Linked DNA regions of Mus musculus: region 1 is linked to region 2. A link is a contact called in public HiChIP or PLAC-seq data. All regions are on one chromosome and are shown on one strand. The core of a region is the stretch at or near the end of the contact, and the rest is flanking DNA. Distances in the headings are between cores, read along the strand shown.

Evidence for each region. HiChIP or PLAC-seq counts read pairs in DNA pulled down with a chosen protein or histone mark.
Region 1: an H3K4me3 HiChIP or PLAC-seq map of bone marrow-derived macrophages shows a contact between it and region 2, with 4 times the contacts expected there. The contact joins the promoter of Pdpr here to the enhancer-like site in region 2. A contact is called at or near these places in 8 of 39 promoter capture datasets (the 3T3-L1 cell line, the C10 cell line, the HPC-7 cell line and 5 more), 3 of 115 datasets of contacts at active chromatin or transcription factors (bone marrow-derived macrophages, embryonic basal ganglia and microglia) and 3 of 9 other capture datasets (adipose tissue, liver and pancreatic islet).

What each region holds. Positions count from the first base shown.
Region 1 is chr8:111,093,178-111,096,354 of GRCm38.p6, forward strand. Pdpr (pyruvate dehydrogenase phosphatase regulatory subunit) reads left to right here and starts at 1,568. Exons shown (of 18, transcript NM_198308.1): 1 at 1,568-1,649.
Region 2 is chr8:110,823,664-110,826,827 of GRCm38.p6, forward strand. Sf3b3 (splicing factor 3b, subunit 3) reads right to left here. Exons shown (of 26, transcript NM_133953.2): 12 at 2,432-2,583; 13 at 1,839-1,994; 14 at 502-657. Among named protein-coding and RNA genes, the nearest start is that of Snord111, 13 kb to the right of the region's middle. Within about 2 kb of position 1,403, at least 28 of the 459 cell types and tissues checked have an H3K27ac peak or open chromatin away from gene starts, as enhancers often do. A contact at or near this core is called in bone marrow-derived macrophages, where this site is marked.

The DNA of each region.
Region 1 (3,177 bases), core at 318-2,817, 270 kb after region 2:
ATCCCCAAATATTTTTGATTGGTCAGTGTCTTTTCATTTTCATTTTTTGGGGATAGGTATCATTAAAAACTTAACCAAAAATGTGAAAGGATTCATCTACTAGGGGCTTCCAAATGTCTTGAGCTTAATGTTTCAGGAGAACAAGGGCAACTGAATGTGTGGTGAAGCAAGCCACTTGGGAGGTGGAGGCAGGAGGACCAGGAGCTAAGTCATCCTCTGTACCTATTTGAATCCAGCCTAGACTGAGACTTTGCCTATAAAAACATACACATAAATAAATAAATAAATAAATAAAACAAATAGACTTTTTTTTGGTTGTTTTTGTTTTGTTTTTTTGAGACAGGGTTTCTCTGTGTGGCCCTGGCTGTCCTGGAACTCACTCTGTAGAATAGGCTGGCCTCGAACTCAGAAATCCATCTTCCTTTGCCTTTCAAGTGCTGGGTTTAATGGCGTGTGCCACCACTGCCCAGCTACAAATAAACTTAAATAAAACAAATAAACTAAAAAAAAAAAAAAAAAAAAGGAACCGGGTAGAGTTGAGTCTTACTGTCAGTTCTCATCTGGGCAGTCTTGGAGAAATTCATGGCTAGTGAGTTGGGTATAAACTAAGCAAGCTGGGGAATGAATGACATCATGAAAAGGAGATTCTTGAAGCCTTCTTGTTCCTAGTCAGAGCGCTCAAGACAGCACCAAGGTACACAGCCTAGCAATAATGTTCAAGACTAGCTCATAAGACAAGATAGGCTAAACTAAAGCACACCATTTCGCTTGCTGCTTGTGCGAAGGATGATTGGATGGTGTGCGCCAGGCGCGGGGTGAAGGTGTTGAGAAGCTGCACCTGAGTAAGGTTAGGTCCTCAAGATATCTGAGGGCCACGTCTACACCAGTGTAGAGACACATATATTTAATCTAGTAACGAGTGCTGTGAAAGAAACTAGGGGATGTGGCTGAGAGTTGGGGGCGGGGGTGGGGGGATGGAAGGCAGAAGATGTTTCTGAGGCTCCAGTGAACAATGCTTTCCCTCTGGGCAGCCGCAAGGAGTAAGATGGGAAATAAGGTCAGCTGATTCGGCCTCCAAGGTGCGGCCAGGCCCACAGTACAACTTCTGCCCAAGCCAAGCACTGAAAGGCCTTAAGCGACGTGCAGGGACGGACAACGGTGACCACGGGCAGAGAGATGTGGTTCTGGGCTGCGGACCCCTCGCGCAGGATCGGAGCTCAGGCCTGGCGGCAGACGATCACCCGAACTGCCCACACACCGAGGCCGGCGGGAGACCCGGAGCGGGGACGGAGGACGTTGGCAGGTCCCCGCACACTCGTCGTCAACCAGGCGGAGGCGGAGGCGGAGGCGGAGGTGGCGCGGGAGGGGCGGGGCCTGGCGAGACCCAAACAAGCGCACGTGCGGGCCGGTCCGCCGCGGTGACGTCACGGCGCGTCGGCGCGCGCGCCCGCCTTACCCTTGCCGCGGGCCGTAAAGCGCGGAAGGTCGCAGGCCCCCCGCGGTCCCGGAACTCTGCGCTCCGCGTCCCGCCCCGTCCCCATGCCCTGGCCCCCTTTCCGGCCGGCGCAGACCCTCTTCAGCGGCTGGGCTGCCCTTCACTTCCGCCGGGCGTTGCTGAGCGCGCTGCCCGCGAGTCGCGGGCCCGTGAGGTAGGAAGCCGGCTAGGACCCGCGGGTCCGGGCGGCCTTCTGGTCCCGCGAACTCTTGCGCCCCGCACGCCCCTGGCGTCCGAGCTTTGGGCTCCGGCTCCCGGCCGTCCCTCCGGGTCTCTGAGGCGGTGCCACCGGTCGGGCGCCGGGATTGAGCCAGTGGAGCTGCGCGGGCCTCGGGGAGCCGCGCCCGCCGTCCCGGGACTGCGCGCCGGCTCTCCCAGGGCGGCGGACCGGGCCTCGGGGCGGGCTGCGGCTCGGGCGGGCGCGCGCGCACTGCTGTCACGGCCAGAGGTGGCCCCGCGTCTCTGCAGGTGGAATGGTTTCCCACCTTGTAATGTGCGGCTCGGCTGTGCTTCACCGACTCCTGTCAGAGACCTAGTCAGGGCCGTGGGGTTTCCAGTGGGTGACTTGGGGTGACAGTTGTGTGTGATCCCGAGGTGCGAGTCCACGGTCTCCAAGCCTACTTCGAACATTTATGCAATCTTGATTTGTAGGGATGATGATGTGGTAGAGGGTCTAGTTATAAAGACGTCCTTTAAGGATCCTCTTTTTTTTTTTTTTTTTTTTTTTTTTGGTTTTTCGAGACAGGGTTTCTCTGTATAGCCCTGGCTGTCCTGGAACTCACTGTGTAGACCAAGCTGGCCTCGAACTCAGAAATCCACCTGCCTCTGCCTCCCAAGTGCTGGGATTAAAGGCGTGCGCCACCACGTCCGGCCCAAGGGTCCTCTTTTTGGCGTCAGGGACGTGTATAATTTTTCTTAAATTCTCTCAGCCAACGGTGCATTTGTTGAAAATTACAGCATCCTGAACTTGCATGATCAAACTGTTCAGAGGGTCATTCTGTTGCTTGTAAACTTGCCCTGGTGATTCCTCCGAGTTATGTGTGGGAGATGCGTCAATGTACATTCAGCCTTCATTCTTTGTGACCTGTGGCTCATGCTGTTACCAGAGGAAGCATTCAGGAGTTGTTAGAACTGTCCCTGTGACTGCCTTTTAAAGACAGAGTCTTGCTCTGTGGCCCCAGCTCACCTGGAACCTGGGCATTTCTCCTGTTTCAGTATCCAGTGTGGTGGGAATTTCAGGTGTGAGCACTGCTCCAGGATTGAGCTTGTTGGTGTAGGATCCGAGCACAATCAGTCTGGGTCTTAAGGCTGTTTAGAAGTTACTCTTACTAGTAGAGATACCGTTAATTTTCACGAATTTCAAGAAAATGCAAAACTTCCTGACCTTTCCTTTGAATGAGTTTGCAGTCTTCAGTGTCTGTTTTCCTGGCTCTACCTCCTTTTCCTGTGAAACTTGCTTGCTTTTACTGCCAGACCCCTTCATCACATTTTATTTTATGAGTGTTTTGCCTATGTGTACGTTTGTGCACCATGTCCACGCTTGATGTCCACAAAAGTCAAGGCATTGGATTCACTGGAACTGAAGTTAAAGATTGTTACCTCCTTGTGGGAGTTGGGAATCAAACCCAGGCCCTGTGCAAGAACAGTAACGTTCTTAACCACTGAGACATCTCTCTAGCCCT
Region 2 (3,164 bases), core at 153-2,652:
TAAATCTAAATCTCAGAGTAAGTTTTGGGGAGCTCTTGTTTATTTCTGTCAAAGTGGATAATGGTCAAAGTAAGAAAGTCATATTAGGCCCTATAATAAGTAAAATTCCTTTTTAATCACCAGTCTTAGGATTTTAAACTGAAGGCAAGGCTCCAGTGGTTTAAAGAACTTGTTGCTCTCCCAGGATCTACATGTTGGCTTGGATACTTCCTGATACAAACATGCAAGCAAAACATGAACAACATAGATAGAATCTAAAACACTACAAAAGGGATTCAAGTCTTTTGAGGAAGAAACACATAGTAGCCACAGATCAACATCCTTAAACATCCCGAGGTGTGCTATGGGAATCAAAGGCGGCAGCAGCATACACCTCACCACACTGGGTGCTTAGGATCTCACTGCTGGACAAGATGGGGGAGAGGAGAGAAAAACAATAGACACAGATTTTAGGGAGCCAGGTGCTTAGGGCCCACCCAGAAGACTAAGAATGCCACTCACTGATGGGTCGAGGGAGATGATTCTGACAGTGTTGTCCACCAGCCCCACAGCCAGGAACCGAGATCGCTGTTCTCCAGGGGGCACGTTGGCCAGACTCATGCACACCACATCTGCTGACATCTCTTTCCGCTCCGTGTACTCATTCAACTGTCCTGACTACAGGAAGAAAAACAAAATAGGTCTGTGTGCTACAATTCACCCTGTAGCTCTGGACTATGTATGAAAGGAAGATGGGCTGTTAAGACTTTTTTTAAATTTAATTTTATTTTTGCCTCCTCTCACCCCTCTTTTTGCTTCTGAGATGGGGTTTCATGTAACTATTATTAGCTACGTTCAAGGATGAACCTGAGACCATGGCCTCCTCTGAGTTCTGAGATTACAAAGGGTCTGAACACACCCTGTTTATACAGTGCTAGAGATCTATCAACTGAGCAACACTGCTAACACTGTTTTATATCTCACTCCACTTTTTAGTAAGTCAGTGACCAAGAATCTCACCATTTCAGATCCCAAAATCAACTTCACAGGTTAGTGCCCCAGAGGGAAAGAAAAAAAGCAGGATGTAGCATAAATATACACTATCCTAGACCAAGAAACAAATATATAAAGCCATTTATCTGTTCTCATCATGAGAACCCTGAACAAAGCCAGCTGTGGTAATGCAAGACTATAATTCTAGCACATGGGAAACAGAAAGGGAGACAGAAGAACAGGGTCAAGGCCAATCTAGTCTACATGAGACCATCTCAAAAACAAAACCCTTTCCTAATACACCAAAGCCAATTCAAACACAGTCAAAACAACAACAAAAATGTCAAGTCTACTAGAGATTTCTGTAGAAGGTAAGTTCTGGATACATTTTCATATAAAATAGCAAAATCAGGAATAGTAACTCATGACTAATCACAGCACTTGTGAAGTTGAGACAGGAAGACTGCTGTGAGTCACCAGCCTAGAATTCTACATTAGACTGTATCTCAAAACAAAACAAAACAAAAAACAAAAAAAGAGAAACGAGACAGAAGAAAATAAAAGAATTCTTTACCAAATATTCACTAGAAGATGAGGATGAGGTACAAAACAAGCTATTTGGCTTTCAAGAGATTTCACATCTGTAATCTGAATTAGATTTCCTAGTTTTTGTCCTTAATCTTTAAAAAAGGGGCCAAACTGTCTTGTTTGTGGACACTTCAGAGTCCCAATTCTCTTTCTTGTGAATCCATGCATGCTTAAGATACATACACTGACAACACTGCCTAAGCACAACAACAGAACCCCACCCCAAGGACCATAATGGAAGATAACACAGGGCCAGCAGAACAAAACAAGTAACATACAGGATCCATCTCGAAATAGACCAGCTCTCCCCCAGTCAGGGCGATCACCACTTGTCGCTGGTTCACTGCACACTTCACAATCGTTTTCTTGCCGGGAGTCTTCCACTCATTAACTCTTTTATCTGCTCGTATGTGTCGGATGCCATCTGGATACACCTAGAAGTCAGTCAAAGAAGAACATCTAACTAGCAATCTGATTGTCACCCAGAATGGCCCTCACACTGGCACACTGGGACCACACAAATGAGGCACTGCTTGTTTTTGAAATGTTCATGCTTTGCCACCTCAGTTGAGAAAGGTCCCAAGCCCACATGTTAATGATAAAGATGAGAAAAGCAGTGATAGGGAATGACCAACAGGGAGGAAATGTTAGGCTTCAAATTTTCCTAACTGCCGAGTTATTCAAAGCCTGAAAGGGATGAATTCTCAGTACCCCTTTTTATGTTGATAAGACATTAGACCCTCCCCTCAGGTTTTCTGGAAGGTGAGAATGAAGAAACATGAATTCAAGCACACCACAAAACAAGAGAAGGATGGGCAAAGGATGGGCAAAGGACGGACGGCCAAGGCACGCTGAGGAGGTGCACGCTCACCTGCACCAGTGCATCATCTCCTAACAAGGAGCAGGACAAGGTTGGAGTGGTGCCCAAGAAGCCAGAGTCAGTCACTTCTTCCACAGTCTCTCCGATAGATAGCACAAGTGTGGCATTCACGAAAGACACAATGATGTAGGCATCAAACTCATCTGGAAAAAAGAAAACAGAGGAGCTGTTAGGAAAAATTCAAATTTACTAGCATTAGAAAGGCAGTTGAGACACAACAGTTTTAGAAACCTTTCACAACACTTCTATGTGCAGTCACTACACACATGCACACACAAAACAGAATGTTCAAAAGACGATTGGCTGTCCTAGCAACCTACAAGTAAATGCCCAAACACGCTGAGTATAAATGTCTGAAGACTAGTATTTCCTTCAGGTATTTGGAAAAGAGACGATAAAAATAAAATAATAATAATAAAACATATAAGAAAACCTTAAGTAACTGTGTGAAAAACTAGAGCAAATCTATTTGTGCCAATTGCTGACTGACTGATGGGGTATTATGTAGCCCAGGCTGGACTCAAACTCAATATACAGCCAAAGATGACTTTGAACTTCTGACTCTACTTTCCTTAGCACTAGAACTATACATAGGTGTGCCACCATGCCTGGCTTATGATGTGCTGGAGATTGGAACTGAGTTTCCTGCATGACAGGCAGCTGAGTTAATCCTGCCTGATTCCAACCCACTTAAGGGACATTTTAAGAGAAGAGATCAGCCAGG